Linked DNA regions of Sus scrofa: region 2 is linked to region 1. A link is a contact called in public HiChIP or PLAC-seq data. All regions are on one chromosome and are shown on one strand. The core of a region is the stretch at or near the end of the contact, and the rest is flanking DNA. Distances in the headings are between cores, read along the strand shown.

Region 1 (2,693 bases), core at 91-2,590:
CTTATAGCAAGTCAAAGATAGATGAAGGCTGGTAGCTCTCAAACATATTCTCTATCAGGTAAAGTGAACCTGAGCTTGCTCCCATCTTTTCTCACAATGTGACAATGTGCCAGAATTTTATAGAATGGGAATTGTGATGCTTTCTTTTATTGCCTTGGCAGCACCAAACTAATCTGGCAACATTTAACTTATCAACCCAAGTACCAAGGTGAAATGGGGTTAGTGGGATACCTCAGGGAAAAAATATTTTGGTTGTCAACATAGCTCTCGCAAAGAAGTATGAGCTCCATACATGGTGATGGATTTTACATGACTGCAAACCCTCTCTCCTGACTTCTCCATTCCTTCAGCCCCTAAACAAGGAGGAACACTCCTATTTCCCCTCCTGGTCATGGGGTATAAAGTGGGGGATGTAGTAGAGACATCATCGGGCATATTCCAAGATGTGGTTCCAAGGTAACTACCTAAACAGACATAATAGATTTGCCTCTTGAGGGAATTCTACATCCTCACCTTTAAAGCAGCTCCACTAGACCCTTGTACACAATGTGTGTTTGGCGATGTGTGTATTTATATATGTGCCCACTCAGAATCAGGATTCCTTTCGGCATTTGGGGAATGCAGAATCCAGAATATCAAGTATTCCTAGAATATATTTGTGATTTTATTTTTAAAAAAATGGAAGAGGAGAAGGTGACTTCTATTTAAAGGTCTCTTTCCCCATGAATGATGTTGAGAAGTGCTTCCTAGAACCACTGCACATCAGAAGTAGAACTAGACATCTCCAGGCAAGAAACTGAAGAGACATGACTAGCAAAGCAAGACAAGTAAACTCCTCAAGCCCTATGTGAGCTTGCCAAAAGGCTAAGCCTTTATTTCAGGGTTGTTACCCCACCTTCTTTTACCCAACTTGGTAATGAAGAAACTATCTGCATAGTACTCAGACGAGTCATCCTTAGGAATGTGAACATTGAAGATAGCCAAGCAAGGGGAAATAGGTCAAAAGATATTGCACATAGTTAAAAATAGCCACCACAGAAAATGCCTTTGTATTTGGCATCACTCCTTCTCACATTCACTTTAATTGACCATTTGGCTCATTGTGCAAAGCAGAGAGCTTTTCACACCTCTGGGACATGGGGTTTATGGTCCGCTGCTGGCTGCCCCAAACCATGCGAACTGAAGAGCAAGGCAATTATTTCTACAATTGACACAAAATTTTTTTCTTTCATGTCAATAGCCTGTTTCCAATGAGAAAAAAATCACCCCCTCTCTGCTGATCAGTGTCTGTGGAAGAGCTATTCTCTGTTGAAGGCTCTCCTCCCTCCACTCCTTCTTGCGTGGTGTCAGATTATGTCACATGTCTAACCTTCCATTACACTCTCTGGCTGAGCCAACACAGCTGGATTCTCAGTCAACTATGAAGTTTAAATTGGTAACTCCAAATCTGTTCTATGAATTCCAGCAATAGCTGATTTGGCCAGAATTTCAAAATTATCTTCATGCTTGGGAGATTTTAAAAAGAAAGACAATTAACCAGTCTCAATGATTTACCTAAGAGAATGTACAAACCATCACATTCAACTCTTTTTTTTTTCTCCTGAAGAACGTTCCCATATATCTTTTTGTCCATTTGCATATTCCACAATTTATTGTAAGTACAGAGCCACAAACTTTGCCAATGGCTTAGGAAACTGTGTAACTATGTATTTATGACTAGACAAGTGCATAATGTGAACATACTGTTTTTTTAAAAATAATCTTTTTGGAGTTTTGAATTCAAGAAATAAGGAATTTTATTTTGCTTGTAGCAGAGCCATAAATCAGCATATGCTTAAGTAATCTGCAGGAAACAGCACTGTTTGGGGAAAATGATCTATCTATGATAACTAGTGAACAGACCTTATTAGGAACTAGGAGTTTGGGGGCTTTATATAAAGCATGTCAGAGAACATTCTGGCATTTGTCCAAAAGGATATACTGTTCTAAGGATAACTATGGGGTGTCAGTTGTTTTAAATTACTAAGCTCTCCCTCTGGACCCCTTCTCTGGAGATAACATTAGGCTATGGCCTCCGATCTTTGAAAACACATTTCATAGTATCTCTGTTCCTGGGTTGCTTTAGACCCCTGCATGGTTACCTGAGTACTAGTGAATCCCATGGAATTAGACAGTGTTACCCAGTCATAAGCAATTACTTAAATATCTTAAAGCAACAACTCCAAATGATGGAGATTTGAGGATTATCTGAGGAGAACTCTTGTAAAACTGATAATGGAATAGCACAATACAAGAAAGAAGCCATATGCTGGACTGTTAATTTTCTTGTTTGGAAAAGGGAATACCTTGAGGGTTTCATTAAAATTAGAACTTATATTTTTAAGGGATGAAAACAGTGTATAAATATAAATAATACTCTATTCCTCATGGTCAAAACAGATACCTTGTTTACAAGGCATTTCAGGATGAGTACACCACTAGGGATCCTAGAAAGTGTTGACTTTCCTTGTTATGTCCTCTTTCTTAGTCATTTTGCACATTTGCTGGTAATATCTGCTTAAATTTACCTGCTTATTTGTGAGTACCCTAAAAACAATTTTAACCTATTTTCCATCATAGTGACCTATTTTTCCAGGATTTAATAAAATTACATTTTATTTATACAGTAAGAAAAAAATGAAATAAGTAAGAAG
Region 2 (2,693 bases), core at 138-2,637, 330 kb before region 1:
TGTCTTAAGTGGTATTTGCCTTTGAGGTGCGGTGTAGGTCACAGATGAGACTTGGATCTGGCATTGCTGTGGTTGTGGCCTAGGCCAGCAGCTGCAGCTCTGATTAGACCTCCATATGCTGTGGGTGCAGCCCTAAAAAGACAAAAGACAAAAAAAAAAATTTCTTTTATAGTAACTGATGTAAGTTTTCTATTTTAATAATATGGAGATTTCCTTTTAAGCTTATTTATTTATTTGCTATATCCTCAGTGTGTAGAAATTCCTGGGTCATGGATCATACCCATGTTACAGCAGTGACAATGCCAGGTCCTTAACCCACTGAGCCACCAGGAAACTCCCTTTAAAACATGCTTAAATTGAAAAATACTGAGTCCCTTTAAAGACAAATGTTGGGTACAATAGCAGGAGGAAGAATCAAGATGGGGAAAGGTTGCTCAAAGGATAGAATGGTGGTATCATTAACTAAGATAGGTTTTACAGAAAAATAAAGAAAGCAAAAGAAAGGAAAAGAAAAACCAAGAATAAGAAATGCCTCGCCAGTTGTTACGGGATGTCCAACAAAGTATATTTAGACCTATTATCTTCCAAGATCCCATTGCTTTAAGGTCAGATCCAACATACCTCCACATTCGCTAATATACAGCCAGTAAAAGCAAGCCAGGAAGACAGCCTTTGTTGTAAATCCTGCATTTTCACTGTTTTGTTTCACTTACATCATGCTTGGGTTACTTTTCTTTCTGCCAGGTGTTAACTCTAGATTATGTCCTTGATTTCCAATGTACTTTGGCCATAAACTTCAGGATTATTTTTTGGTCTTTATTTTCCTGCTTTCACTTTTGGATATGTCTAAATACTGTCTACATTCAGCCAAGCTTTGGACCCTTGTGTGTGAGATCTTGGCACTAGTGCGCCTCCAGTAAAAGATTATTTTGTATGTGTACCCTCTCTCTCACAGGATGATCCCTTTCTCTTGCATGCAATCTTAGTATTGGAACATTATAACATACGGCTTTTTGTATATCATTCATTAAGATATTTGAGGTCAAGAATGCCAGAGGTTTCTTCATCTTTGGATATCAGCCAGCCATTTTCCCTTTTGGGAGTAGTTTAAGGCAAAATATCTCTTTTGAAGCAAGACCTCAAACATTTTTCCCTTCTTTTGAAATAGACTTGTTTTCCTTTTGAATTTCACTTTGAGGCATGCATCTAAAGCTATTTTCTTTGTCTTCTGAGATGCTGTGTTTTATCATATCAAAAAATACCTACTGTAAATGGCTATCATCACCATGAAGATGGCTTTTTCCTGCTGAATGACTATGGTGAAGTCAGCCTGCCTTTTAATTTCAATGATCCCTTCAAATTGAGTCTTAAAATAGCTAAGTCTTTAAATGAAACAGTAGCACAGTCATTTTTTCAATTCATCGTATACTCTTAGTAATCAAATGAAGTACTTTGTGGTTTCTCATTTGCAACATTTTTGGAAATGTTACATTTGGAGGTATAGTGATAAATGCACATTTTTAAATAAGTAAAGTTTTAAATTTTCATATATAAATCCATGAGTAAATACTCCCTTCTGCTGATAATCTATTTATTTTTCAATTATGGGCTTACTTTTGCTGGAATTTTGACATGGGTACCCAAGAATTAAAAGCCTGCAAACCGATTATAGTTGTAAAAACACAAATACATACTTCCTGAAACATATAAATAAAGATTTTGTGTTTTGACATATTTTATGTTAACGTTAACACTTCCAGTTTTTAAAATAGATGAGTCATTTCCTCTGTCTGGGGGATGACTGTGAGTGGTAAACGTCTAGAAAACTACGTTAAGGTCACAGACGTTTGTTAGAATACGGGATCCAAGTTCTGCTTTGAATTTCATCTTGACTTAGAGTAAGGTGATGCTGGTATTATGACAAACCAATGAAGGAATGACTGATACAGTAGATAACAATTTAACTTTTTCCCTCATTACTATCTCCAGTAGAAACATGTGATATCCCAAGCCTTGGGTTTCTGAAATTCTCTTTCATGAATCTGTAATGAGATTCAATTCTTGACTAAGGCATATCTTTCTTAATTTTTGGTCAATTGGCATATGCAGAACCAAGAATTTATGTTGAAGAGTTATGTCATAACAAAAGGGATGTTAATGAAAACATTCATTTATTCCAATTTTAACTTGGCATTTTAGTAGAATAAATGTGAATTTCACTTAGCCTACTTAATAGCTGTTGGGACCTTGAGAAATTTACTTAGTCTCTTTCAGTCAGAGGGTTCTCATCTTATTCATCATTAAGATTCAATTAAAAAGGTTACTGAATGTGGTCATATTTGTAAAATGCCTCAGGTGTTACCTAGAATACAGTTTTGTTTTGTTTTTTCCCCCCAAATTCCCCATCTCATCCCCTATCCCTTCCTTAGAAGAGAGAGAAAATATTTGTCTTCTGGATATCATCCATTTCTTGATGGAAGTTGGTGTATTAAAATCTATAAAGATGAATGATAAGTAATGATAGATAATGAAAAATAATGGTAAAAAGCAAAACGATTATGATCTGGGTAAAATATCAGATCCCATTAGGCAAGATTGTCTTCTGCATTCACATGTATTACACATATGATAAGAGAGAACAATTTTTATTTGCTTAGAAGATGGAGAACACAGTTTATTTGGAAAGTTCTTTT

Evidence for each region. HiChIP or PLAC-seq counts read pairs in DNA pulled down with a chosen protein or histone mark.
Region 2: an H3K27ac HiChIP or PLAC-seq map of alveolar macrophages shows a contact between it and region 1. The contact joins two enhancer-like sites. A contact is called at or near these places in 4 of 47 Hi-C or Micro-C datasets (embryonic fibroblasts, psoas muscle and skeletal muscle) and 2 of 2 datasets of contacts at active chromatin or transcription factors (alveolar macrophages and skeletal muscle).

What each region holds. Positions count from the first base shown.
Region 1 is chr9:88,973,653-88,976,345 of Sscrofa11.1, reverse strand. The region is part of intron 2 of LOC110255482 (a long non-coding RNA gene); the gene reads left to right. Among named protein-coding and RNA genes, the nearest start is that of TMEM196, 120 kb to the right of the region's middle. Within about 2 kb of position 1,340, at least 22 of the 83 cell types and tissues checked have an H3K27ac peak or open chromatin away from gene starts, as enhancers often do. A contact at or near this core is called in alveolar macrophages, where this site is marked.
Region 2 is chr9:89,307,590-89,310,282 of Sscrofa11.1, reverse strand. The region is part of intron 1 of MACC1 (metastasis-associated in colon cancer protein 1); the gene reads left to right. Among named protein-coding and RNA genes, the nearest start is that of MACC1, 33 kb to the left of the region's middle. Within about 2 kb of position 1,387, at least 5 of the 83 cell types and tissues checked have an H3K27ac peak or open chromatin away from gene starts, as enhancers often do. A contact at or near this core is called in alveolar macrophages, where this site is marked.